Linked DNA regions of Mus musculus: region 2 is linked to region 1. A link is a contact called in public promoter capture Hi-C data. All regions are on one chromosome and are shown on one strand. Each heading gives the region's core, a stretch centred on a gene start, on an enhancer-like site or on the middle of the called end of the contact. The rest is flanking DNA. Distances are from core to core; before and after follow the strand shown. Region 1 has its middle 240 kb from the start of Lmx1a. Region 2 holds the start of Rgs5 (regulator of G-protein signaling 5).

Region 1 (6,515 bases), core at 1,294-3,793:
GGTGCAGAAGGAGCTGAGGGTTCAACACCTTGTTTTGAAGGCAAACAGGAGAAGACTGGCTCCCAGGCAAGGGTCTAAAAGTCCACGCCCACTGTGCACACCTACTCCAACAAGGCCACATCTACTCCAACAAGACCTCTCCTCCTAGTAGTGCCACTCCCTGGACCAAGCATATACAAACCATCACAGTAGGCACGATGGCAAAGAGATTTTGTGAACTTTGGAGTGACCTCTTGCACGCTCTGCTGTGCCCTCAGGAGAAACTCGAGTCTCAATTGGAAATGACAATCCAAAAATCAGATATGTGACGGCTTAAGATAGTGCCTTCCTTGTCTCCTCTGTGAAGTGCCACTGTAGCCTATGAAGGGCTGTGTATAGGGGCAGGAGGGATACATTCAGTTTACAGCAGTGGTTCTCAACCCTCCTAATGCTGTAATCCTTTAATAAAGTTCTTCAATTTGAAATTGTGACACAGGAGCTGCGATGTTTCATTCAACCACTAGATGGAGTCTTTGTCTTTTAAACCAGAAACCTTTTCCCTTAGGTCTGGGGAGACATCTCAGTCTTTCCCTCTAGAAAGATATCTTGAAGGCTCTGAGGGGCTGCAGGCTACAGGCATCACCAAAGGGGCTGCCTCCCTGAAGCAGATGGAGGCAACTGATTTTACTTGGCTGCAGCAGCATCAACTAAGACTGCACACTTTGCAGGTGGAGGTCATACATGCTGTGCTCTGTTTTGTGGGGTCCCTTTTCCCATTTTTCCCATCCCCCCCTCAGACCAATTCACTGTGCTTTGTTTTTTTAATGTTTAATTTGGTTCCTCATTCAAAAGTTAATCAGCAAAATAAAAATTATGTCCAAAGGAGGCATCTACAGATATACTGAGGAACAAGTTGATGAGGCTATGTTTCAACCTTTTTAACATATTTATTGTCTTTCAACTTAATACACAACTGTCAAGTACTTAGGGCATACCCATATTCACCTTCTGACTTCTTGCAGAGCCCCCACAACCCCCTCCTAATTTTTATCCTCTCTCCCTACCTCTGTACCCATCCCCCCATCTGTGTCTCTGTCTCTTTCTCAACCCACTGAGACCAGTTACTGCTGCCTATATGTGCACGGGTGTGGGGCACCGTCTATTGGAACATGAACCCCCTACCACAGGCCACACTGCTGGAGAAAATTGACCCCCCTTCCAGTATTCGCCAATTGCCTTTAGCGCCTTAACTAGAGATGGGGCCTCCTGAGCCCTTCCTTCTTCATGTTGGGGCATTGACTGTCCTGGTCTCACATCAGATTTGTGGATTTGCACCACAAACTACAGCTTCTGAGAGCTTGTGAGTGCAAAGGCCTTGCTGCTTCCAAAAGACATTATTTTGCAGCAGCCTTTGAAGACTTCTGGCTCTTGACATATTTTGGCCACCTTTTCCACTGTGTTCCCTAAGTCTTGGGGTAGGGGTAACACAGATGCCCCATTGTGGCTGAACACTCCATAGTCTCTTGCTCTTTGCACATTGATCAGTATCTTAGTCAGGGTTTTCATTGCTGTGAACAGACACTGTGACCAAGTCAACTCTTAGACAACATTTAGTTGGGGCTGGCTTACAGGTACTGAGGTTCAGTCCATTATCATCATGGTAGGAAGCATGGCAGCATCCAGGCAAGCATGGTAGAGGAGGAGTTGAGAGTTCTACATCTTGATCCAAAGGCAGACAGGAGAAGACTGACTCCCAGGTAGCTAGGAGGAGGGTCTCAAACCCCACCCCTACAATGACAAACTTTCTCCATCAAAGCCACACCTCCTAACAGTTCCACTCCTTGTGGGCCAAGCATATTCAAACCACCACAGTCAGTACACCTGAACTCACTCCTCCTCACACTGAATTGATATTCCTTCCAATAAGCCTATGTGGGTAATAGGTCTCAGTGTCAAACAACAAACAAACAAACAAACAAACAAACACACAACAAAAAGTTCACACCCACATAGATGCACAGTCTTCTCCAATGCTTCCCATTGGCCCAGACAGCCTTGTCTGCAATCAGTTTGGAAATGGCTGGGTGCAGACTTTACCTGTAGGAGAAAAGCTATTGAGTTTTAATAGGAATAAGGTATGATTCACTTAAGACTTGCCCCTGTCCACCAAACAGGATCACTTGAATGTCCTGCAGTTGAAACACAGGTTGTTGTCGCTCTTCTTGGCCCTTATTCTACACCCATGCCCACCCCTCCAACACACCAGACTCTGCAGTGCGGGCTGCCATGCAATGAATGACCTGGTGTGTGCCTATGTCCACAGCTGGCCAGGAGCTCCTTGAAAGTAACAGCCAGCTGTCTTATTCCTTTTTTGACTATTTATAAATGCACGTCTGCATGGTACACTGTGCCCAAAGTTGGAACACAAAGGATAAGAAACTCTGTTCTTGTGCTCAGATAAACCCAATTTTGTGTCTCAGGAGCTGCTGTCCTAGGGTGCACAGTCCCATTTGTACAAGCTTACTCAGAAAGAGCATGCTCTGCTTCGGTTCTCCTAGCTCCTCCCTCTGCATCTGAGCACGGCCCTCTGTGTCTGCCTTGCTCACGAGCTCCTCCACCCTGCGATGTGTGTAATAATCACTGACTTTGGAAAGTTTGTTCTGCCTTTCCTTTTAACACTACAGTTGCAATGAGAACTTGCCAGAAACCCGGCTTGGAGGGCCAGTGGAGGAAGGGGGATGGCTGGTGTAGGGCCCCCTGCCTGCGAGTGCGTCTCTCTGCAGGTGCCAGGCTCCTGGCATCGCGCAAAGCAAAGCGCTGTCACGACTCGGTGGCCAAGGTGATTAATTAGCGGCGTGGCCGCGCGGGGGCCGCGTGCTGGCCTCCACATCTGCCCCGTGACAGCGGGGGTCAATACACGGTGTCACTCCTTTCTCTCTCACTCCCTCCAAAGCCTAATTGGCTGTGACACGCGGGCCAGCTGTTGAGAGAGGTGGAGCGCGGCGGGGCGTTTCACTGAACCCAGGCAGCTTCAGGTTGAGTTGCCTGCAGAGAGCTTGGGCTGATTCCTGCCAGGGTCCATGCCTTTGTTCCAAGGTTTTGGCCATTGGTATCCTGTTCTTTCTTCCCGGTGTCATCCAGACAGGGCCAGGAGATTGCTGTGGGGGGGGGGGGGAAGGGGGGTTTAAGGTCTGCAAAGGGCGTGGAGCACGGTCATTGTCAAACAACCAGAAATCCTCTTTGAGACATCCACTGAAGTCATTAGGTTCGGAAGGAATACTAGCTTCCCTGTCTGTTCTAGCACTGAAAGATGTAGGGTAAAGGCAGGGGCTGGAAAAGAATGGCAAGAGAGGTAATTTGCAAAAAAAGATGGAGAGAGATGTCAGGCTGGGCAGTATCTGCCCCTCAGAATGGGCTTGACCCCAGGAAAGAGCTAGAAATCCTAACCAAGAGATCTAGGGTTGTCAAAATGCAGTGATGGTGTGTGTGTGTGTGTGTGTGTGTGTGTGTGTGTGTGTGTGTGTGTGTCTAAGAGAGGGTGGGGAGATTTCAACTCGCACAGGGACGGCTCTTCTGTGAGCCTCTCTGTGAAGCTGCTGTAGATTTCCCACTCAAGCTAGGCAGCTAACTCTTTGGTTCATTCTCCTAACTTGTCTGTATGCAAGCTGGTATGTGTGTGCAGGCCAGAAGTTAATTGCAGCTGCTAACCCTCCTTGCATTTTGAGACAGGGTCACTCCCCGGGACCTGGGCTTTACCAATGATGATACAGAGCTATCCAGGCAGTCTCGGGGATCTGACTGCCTCCGGCTCCCCACGCAGCTTTTGCTATTGCGTTCGTCTTTTTGCTTGGGTGCTGGGGACTGAACTCAGGCCTGCATACCTGCTTGAGAAGTGCCTGCTGGCAAGTGCCTTATCCCCCACACCACCACCCCTCGTCCCCCACTCCCATCATACCCTCTCCTCATTCAATAACTCTTACAGGCTCAGGCTGAAGCCACCACCATGGCAGGCAGTGTGTTATAGCATAGGTAAGTGGGATTCACACAAAACACTGAAGCTGAGAACTGGTAGGAAGGATGCATTCCAACCCAGGTGAGAAGTCATGGAGAGAGACCCCCCCAAGAGAATTAAAGGCATGAGAGAGAAGCATCAGTCAGGAGCCACTAACAACGCCCCAGCAAAGGGCAGCACAGGTCATTAAGATTCCTGGGCACTACAGGCATCTTCACACCCCTGCTCAGTCCAGAAGCCAGCCAAGACTGAGCAAAGACGCACCAAGTGAATGCCATGTGCAAGCGAGCGCTCCTTTTTACTATACTGACTAGACCTTGAGGCTGTCTGGAAGGCTAGCCTGGACCTACAGGCAGGAAGGCATAACGAGGAGAGGCCTGAGGGTCCCATCAGCCAGTGGGGTAGTAATAACCTCATTAGGAGGGAGAGACTTTGTGGCGCAGTAACAGCAGTCACCATTGCCAGCAGCCCTGCAGCTGACTGCCCTGTCAGCAGCTTGAGGCGCTATAATTACTTGTGCCATGGAAGCTCCTGCCTTCCACCTCCCTTCTCATTAGCCCCCTGCAGGGCTGCCACCTTAGCAGATGAGGATGTGTTGCTGGGACTGGCTCCACCATGGGAGCTCAGAGGAGGATGTGAGCTCAGACTAGCTCCACCAGCAGGTGGCACTGGCCTTTCCCAGAGTGGCCGGGACAGTGTCTGGTTCCAGTCCTTAGACCAGGGAACCAAAGGTGGGGAGGGGACGATTCAGTCTCTTCTATACCTCTATACTTTGGGTCCAAGCATTCTGACATTCCCACTATATAAGGAGGAATCCATCCATTCTGTGGGTGTCCGTCAAAGGACAGATCCTCAAGATGTACCCTTCAAGGTTAAGGGTGCATCTTTGTCATGGTTCATTAGCACATATTTGGACAGTGCAGGGTGGACAGGGTGACATGCCAAAGGACAAAGGAGAGTGTGAGCACAACAGTCCAAGAGGCATCCCGATGCTGATGGAGTAGCTCATGGGACAGGTGGAAGGAATTAAAAGGAACCAGAAAGTTATTGTGTGCCAAACACCCAGCTTAGCTAGTGTGTGATGCTCTAGAAACTAACTTGAATGTATCCTCCGACTTTAACGAGAGATAGTGATCCATCAGAGAGGCAATGAGTGAGCTATTCCAGGCACACAGAGCAGGGATACCAGCCGGGCAAGAGAGAGGCTGGCAGTAATGAAAGAGCGGCGGCGGCACGAACGAGAGGGGCATTGTGGGTAGGACAGTGGAGTGAGCTTATCCTCTCACCGGTCCATGGAGGCAAGGAGCTCAATCCACCATGTCTGTAGTCAGCTGACCATCTGGCTTTGTTTCTCTTACCCTGAGCTGCATCGGCATCGCAGAGCTCCAGCAGGCTCTCTGCTACCTCCGTCTGTTCTGCCTTCTCCCATCTTTCATTTTCTACTCCACAGTTTCAGTTAGCTACATAATGATGCTCTTTCTTTTAAACTTTGTGGTTCATCCATTTAATTAAAGGATTTGATGCGAGGGAAGGTTTTTGGTTTTTGTTTTTGTTTTGTTTTTTGTTTTTTTGTTTTTTGAAAAGTCAAGGGGTGAAATAACCAATTCTCTGTTTTTAACTCCCATTATCAGGAAACAAATATTGATTTCCAGTCTTCCCCGCCATAGACGCCATCTCTTGGAAAAGTATAAAAGTCGCATTTAATGAGCTAAGCAATAGTCTGTGCATCTAATAGGCACAGCCTTCTTAAATCCTTGGGTTAGAATCCTCCCAGGGCAGTGCGGCATTCAACAACTGTGCTGTCAAAATGACATCTGCTTTCTCAAGTACCTCAAGGTCACTCAAAGGAGGTGCGAGGACAGAGAAGCGAAGGTGAATGAGGTGCAGTTTTGTGAGAGAGATGATGATGGCTGAGGCTCTGGCAGAAAGGGACTTTCTCCACCTGCTGAACACTTCCACCTGCCAGGGACTCTGCCGGGCTGTCGGGCTACCCGGCTGCCAGCCGCAGCCGTCTGTATACATACAGCTCTCCCTCCACTGGGGTCTTGCTTGCCTCTCTGAGTCTGATGTTTGACTAGCTTTGTATTTCCCTGTGACAGTGATACATTTAGTCATAGTCTAGACCCTCAGGACACTTGATATAACAATAAATCACTGAAGTTGAAAGGATACATGCTGGGGAAATGGCTCTGTGTTTTGTTTCATTTTGTTTCGTTTTGTTTTAATGCTTGCTGTGTTTGAGGGCCTAAGTTTGGATTCCAAAGCAGCCCTGTAAAAAGTCAAACATGTTAGCACTGCCGAAACTTCTGCGATGTGGAGGCACAGACCCAGGAGCAAGCCTGGGGTTTGTTGGCAACTCGTCTTGTAGAATCAATCAACTCCAGGTTCAATCAGAGACACTACTCAATAAATAAGGTGTAATATGATAAAAGTGATACTCAGCTTTGATCTCTGGCCTCTGGCCTCCACAGGCACTCGTGTACACTATAAACACATATATAGATGCCCCAACACACACACACAC
Region 2 (6,515 bases), core at 2,906-5,405, 1.7 Mb before region 1:
TGCAACTGGCCTCGGTCTTTAAAATATGGTCCACAGCCCACACGTTATCTGGGAACTGATTGAAACTCAAAAGAAAAAGAGAGAGAGAGGAACCGGCTACTGGCTGGCCTCCATTCACATCCTGCTTCCTCTTGCTAATGATTGATCCTGCCAGGATTAATTAAACTTTCACTCCCTTTTTCTCCAGCCAGCAAGACAAGCCATTGACACTGGCCCAGGAAACATAAATAAACTTTATTTTATTATCATCTATCCACTTTAATCTGTAGTTCTTATTAGAAAAGGAGAAAGGTATTATAACCTTCCAAGAACCCTTCCTGACTAAGCTTTGGGGATCTGAGAGCATAAACCAGTGAGAGGGAGGAGAGGAAGCCACAAAAGCAGCTATGATGGTGGACCCCAGGGAAACAGTCCAGGCTGTGAAGTTCCTTAAAGTCCAAAAGCCAAAGGCTTGCAATCCTGAGAAACAAACCAACCTCCTGTTAACTAACTAAACCTTCCCTGCCCAAGGCATAGAAATGCTGGCTTTCCTTTCACCTTCTCCCTCCACCCCCTCCCCCAGCCCTTGCAGGAAATCCCCAATACCTCATTATTTAGAAACAGAAAGGTGATCTTTTTTTCCCATTATGACATAACATGTCCCTGTTAATGTTTGTTCTCCCTGATCCCCTTGGAAAGCAGAGAAAATTGCCAGGCTGACATTGGGCAGCCCGGTCTCAGCTACTATCAGTCAAGAACTTTTTCAGGAACATATTTATCATGAGCCTACTTTGTACCAAATGGTGATTGTCTGTGTAAAATTCAGCCAAAGAAGGAAAAAAATCTTGTTCCATGCAAACATCTTTAGTTCTCAGAGTCAGGCTTTGGGTGAGGTGTTATCTATTCTCTGATACTGTAGCAAAATACCTGAGGCATCCAGTTCTGCAGGATCTGCAGGTCTTTGTAATCAGCTTGAACCTTGTGAGAATTACATTACAGGTGTGTGAAAGGAAGCCACCAAGCAGTGAGGGGAAGGGTCCCAAAAGAACCACCTACTAAGCCCTGGTATGGTTTGTATCTTGAATATCTCCCCCCAGAAATCCAAAGATCCATACAAAAATGTAGGTCTGCAGGAGATGCTAACGGCAATGAGAGGAGGTGGGATTGTAAAGAGGAAGGACCTAGAAAGCCAATGGTGTGATGTGTCCTCACAGTGGGGTGTGAGACCTCCGCCCTTCCATCCTTTTGTTACATGGGAGTGAGGTGGACAGCTTTGTTCTGCCATGCACTCTTTCATGTAAACAGTTCTGAAATCAAAATCAGTGTAGCCAGATGATTATGGATTAGAACTTCCAAAGCCTGGAGCTAAAGTAGACCTTTTCTCTCTGTAAATTGATATTAATTCTCAGGTGTTTTGTTATTGTGATAATAAACCACCTGCCACAGCCAGAGCTCTTAATATTCTATGATGCTATTAGATGGTCTCTACCATACATATCCTTGGGGGACAAAGCAAATCCAAACCATGGAATAATGAGTGAGGTGTATCGAGTACAGCTAAAAACTTGGAGGTGTCCCTCCTTGATAAACATGTACCCAAGGATCTCATTACAGATGGTGGAATATGAAACACAGTGAGGGGAGGGGTCCCATAAGAACCACCCACTAAGCCCTGCTGTGGTTTGTATCTTAAATGCCTCCCCAAAGATCCACACAAAATGCTTGCTCTGCAGGAGGTGCTGATGGGAGGTGGTAGACTCCAACAGAGGAAGGACCTTGAGAGTCAGTGATGGGATGTCCTCACAGTGGACACACAACAAAAACATATGTTGCCTGAGTGCTGGTACAGGTTATATTAACACTGGCCAAACTATCTGTACCCTCTTATGTCCTTGTTTGTATTTGCAGCCTGTCCCCTTGGCCTTAAAGGCATCCCTCACATCTCTTTCTCCTACACAGACATGCCTGACTCTTCTGCCTTGTAACAGTAGTTTAAGCATCATTTTCTTAACCCCTTGTGAAGTCCTCCCCAACTATCAAAAGCTCTGAGGCCCATCCAGTCCTCAGTCTTAGACTTCTAGTAGTACTCTGCATTTATTCCTCCCTGCTGGTCCATAGCACTCCGTGATGTGCATCCTCATTTACCTTCCTACCTGGGGCACACTATCCTGTGAGCAGGGTGTGGCTTGTCATCCAAATGCCTAAGAGATGTGCACAGGCTTGAAATAACTGAAACGGTTTCATCAGTAAGAATCCACAGTTTCTCAGTGGCCTCTCCTCTACATTATTAGTTTGCTGTGTTCTTAACATTATGAATTCCGCGATGTGTTATCAGCTACAGTGGGTTTCAAATGCATACATTTCCAGCAAGAACAACACCAGTCCCCAACTGGAAAGTCCCAGCTTTAGTGAATAAATGATAAATGTAAAAATAAATAAATTCCAATGTTGCTAATGAATCCAATACATGATAGTAAAAGAAATAATTGCAAAAATACCACCACTATAGCTCTCTAAAAACTATATTATTCCCATAAAAACTTAGGGCAAGAGGAGTAACAATATCAAGATGCCCCAACCCTTGCAGACTATCACATAAACAGCATCAACTGTTCACCCAGTGTAATGATGTAAGCTCCATCCACTGCATTAATGATGTTCAACGCAAATACCAAGTAAGCTAAAGGCTCACCATGCTCACTCATCCCTCTATGCTGTGCACGGTCAACGATCAACGTGTGACTCTCACAGTTGGAGAGAAAGCAAAGGTGGATCATCTGGTCTTCAAAGAAGTTGGGATGCCACTCAGTTCTAAGCACTGCACCTATCTGGAGCTCTCTGTAGGAGAGGTGGGAGGCATGGGGTGTGGGAATAATGAACAATTCCCAGTCCTGGAATCCACTTCTCTCCCCCTGGTCTGGTGGATACAGCTACAGATGTCACTGCTATTGGTTCCTTCTATCTTCATCTATTTAAAACATTTACATCTCTGACTCTAGGGAATATGTTCCATTGTTTCTTCTTTTAAAAAAATCACTTAAAATTTATTGCTGTAATGAAAAACGTCAAAGAAAATGTGACATTTTAAATAGGTAAAAGTCTTTGGTGGCCCATTAAACAGTATGACTTTCTCAGACAGACATTGACCCTTGGGGACAGAGGAGGCTGTGCAAGAATCAGTTTTACTCCCTTTAATGGTTGAGGGTCAAAGTAAAATCAATCAGGACTCTACAGAGCAGAACCTTTCTACCTACACAGATCATGTCGGGTATTGGGTTGTTAAGTTTGTAGTAAGATGACGACTTTAGATATAGGATTTTTCTATAGACCACAACACAGTCCTAGACAACCATGTGTCTCAGAGCTCCAGGTAATAGACAAACCCTGTGTCTCAGGGACTTTTTTTCCCCCAGTAACCAAGCTACTCCTATCTAATGAATAGGGAATAATGGGAAGCCCCCTCTGCCCCACTGCAAACTGCCTGCAGAGTCCTCATTACCCCAATCTCTCTGTGTGAATGAAGATCACTTTTCCCACAGTTTACTGTGTCAGACATTCTTCTGAGCACTTCCCACACATGACCACTCACTCACTCAGTCCTCAAAACCACCCTGTGAGATAGACATGCTTCCCATTTCCACTTTACAGATGTGCAAAGTGAGAGGTTAAAGAAATTGCTTCAAGCTACCCAGGAAATATGTAGGGGAGACAGAATTCAAACCCAGATACTTTTATTTTTCGGTGTTGGGAGTTACCTTCTTTCTAGCGCGCACACACACACACACACACACACACACACACACACCCTCTGGGGGTTGGGGGGAACAGCGCTCTGGTACTCTGTATATTAAATGACCATGGATTATCTCCTTTTGAATCTCTAGCTCAGATCTTTCCAAATCTCAGTACTGCTACAGACAAGACAAAGCCAAGTCTATTACCAAGCATCAGTTTCATCTCAGCGGGACCCCATCCCGCAGAGCCTCTGGGCATCCTCCCTTGAGTGAAGGCTCACCACATTTTCATCTCCTACACTGAAGAATTTCAGTTCTCACCTTTCCAGGCATGAGTGCGGCAGAGCTGCCAGTCCCTTACACATTTTGGCTGGCGGCTTAGATCCTCAACTTGAGCACGAACCTCTCAACAGCTGACCGTCTGTGGAAACTTCAATAATCTGGGGCAGCCTTTCCCTTTGAGGAATATATACAAGCTCTCTCACAGCTCCGTGGCTCCGAGGACCAATCAGCAGCCTGGGCGAAAATTGTGGGCTGGAGCTCAGCAGCAGTTTGCCTTCGGTGGGGGCTGGGAGTCTTTCCTGACTTCAGGCACTGCTGGGGCATGTTTCTGGTGGCTTCTGTCCCCACAGTCTCTTGTTTGTTTAGTTAGGGCTGTGTTGGAGCCTAAACTGAGATAAGATCATTAGTGCCTGAAGACTGAAATTTGACGTTAGCCAGAACGACGATGTGGGCTTTCTTTGAAAGCAAGGTACCCTGAGCCATTTCAGATCTGCCAAGGGTCCTGGGATACAAACACTAAACCCACTCACAGGGGAGGAAACGGCTTCTTTTCACGGTGGAGAGAGTGTTTAGCTGAGGATCTCTCATCTCCTGAGCACTCAGATGGGTGCTAGGAATTCCGAGGTAAAAGGACCAGTCCAGGCTCTGATGATGCAGGTGTGTCTTACATTGGTGCAGTTAGGTGTAAGCAACAACTGCCCTGGCACATCTTCACTAGACCTAGGGGGTCACAGCCTGTGTGCCCAACAAGTCCTAATCAGGTCTTTTCTTCAGTGAGTCCATTAAGGGAGCCAAGTTAATGGTGAAGAGCAGAAAAAGGAGATTTGCTCAGTGTGACCCTAGTCTATCTACTACAGGCCTGACAGGAGGGAGGGCATAAACAGAAAGCAAGGGACACACCTAGCTAAAGAGAAAAGGCAAAATGAGGTTCCCCTGCCCACTAATGTCTCAACATTGGGTCTTTCCCACAAGCCAGTCTGACACAAGGTCAAGGTCATTGCACAAGCTGTAAATCTTTTTTCCAGGAGACAAATTCCTGTTCTGGATGCCCCCAGGGCTTCAGCCGTTTCCTCTCCCTGAAGGAGATTGGGGAGAGGGAGGGGGCAGTAATAGCTTGGAGTTCTTTAACAGTCAGCAGTCAGGTTGTCAAAGAGGGGAACACAAGTGTCTCCTTAGAAGGTTTGTTCCTGGCAGATAAGTCCATAACCTCCTGGTCCCCCTTTGCTTTAACACCTCAGGGTTGAGGTGAGATAGGCCTGTGACTGAAAACAAAAACCCCAAAGGGAACAGGAGAAGGAACCAAGGTTAGAATACACTCAGGGTGTCAAGCTCCCTGCTAAGAACCGTCTCTGCATAACTCCTGGTTTTAGCTTCTTTCGGAAAGTCTGGAACAAACAAATGCATTCTGTTAGCCTGAAAAGGGTCTTGAGCAGGGCTGTGGTGGCACACCAGCGCCGGGAAGGCAGAGGCAAGCGGATTTCTGAGTTCAAGGCCAGCCTGGTCTACAGAGTGAGTTCCAGGACAGCCAGTACTATATAGATAAACCCTGTCTGGGGGTGGGGGGAGAGGGAGAGGGAGAGGGAGAGGGAGGGAGGGAGGGAGGGAGGGAGGGAGGGAGGGAGGGAGGGAGAGAGAGAGAGAGAGAGAGAGAGAGAGAGAGAGAGAGAGAGAGAGAGAGAGAGAGGTGTCTTGGTACTATGACATGCAGGCTGTCCTCAAACTTCTGTTCCTTGCCAGCCTCCCAAGTCGTGAGATTTCAAGCAGCCACTATTCTGCCCCGTGTGACTCCATTTCAATCCTGACAGCTTTCCTCCTTGTCTCTGCACAATGTTCTCTGAAGCCATGATTAAGCATCTGATGGTTTGTTTTCCACTGTCCCTGGCAACTGTATAAACTGACAGCACGGCCACTCTATGGTATGGGTAAGAAGGGGGGTTTATTGTAGCTATGAAGGAGAGAACAGCCAGGGGTGTCTAGAAGCGGCCAGAGCAGAGAGAGAAATTAAACTGAACATGCCCAGCAGACTGGACCTGGGCATGACAGAAGCAGGAACAGAGCTGAGAGGAAGAAAGGGACAGAGAGAGAAGGAGAGCAGAGATGAGGAGGAGGGAGACAGGGACAGAGAGGGAGTGACTGAGAGAGGAAGACAGAGACTGAGCATATGGAAGACATCAAGGTACTAAGGACAATGAGTAGCTGTAGCCACAGGGAGGGAAGCCTTGGGCTGGGGAAGTTTAGGGGAGTGGAGGGGGTGAGAAGGGCCAGGATGCTAGCTAGCATGGACTCTGGAATGTGTGACAGGTTCTCGTGAGACCAAGTGATCCTGGAGGCCAGCATGTGTTAATAGGCACCGCAGATAGCCATTTATCCCTTCGTTTTAGAGTCTGGGAAAATGGAGTTTCCTTTGGACCTGACAATAACCCCAATTAGATTCATCCTGCTTAGTCTGATTTGATCCCATGTTGGATGGGAGGAAGGAGAGATGTCAAGAGGTTAGTGTCAGTAAAACCTTTGGGCCAA

The links. Promoter capture Hi-C pulls out the DNA fragments that hold promoters and counts their contacts.
Region 2: a contact with region 1 is called in a promoter capture Hi-C map of second pharyngeal arch cranial neural crest, with 7 times the contacts expected there. The contact joins the promoter of Rgs5 here to the enhancer-like site in region 1. A contact is called at or near these places in 4 of 39 promoter capture datasets (hippocampal neurons, liver, maxillary cranial neural crest and 1 more) and 1 of 9 other capture datasets (embryonic stem cells).

What each region holds. Positions count from the first base shown.
Region 1 is chr1:167,926,264-167,932,778 of GRCm38.p6, reverse strand. No RefSeq gene overlaps it. Among named protein-coding and RNA genes, the nearest start is that of Lmx1a, 240 kb to the right of the region's middle. Within about 2 kb of position 2,543, at least 61 of the 459 cell types and tissues checked have an H3K27ac peak or open chromatin away from gene starts, as enhancers often do. A contact at or near this core is called in second pharyngeal arch cranial neural crest, where this site is marked.
Region 2 is chr1:169,653,141-169,659,655 of GRCm38.p6, reverse strand. It overlaps Rgs5 (regulator of G-protein signaling 5), which reads right to left and starts at 4,155. Exons shown (of 5, transcript NM_009063.4): 1 at 4,035-4,155. The coding sequence starts at 4,078.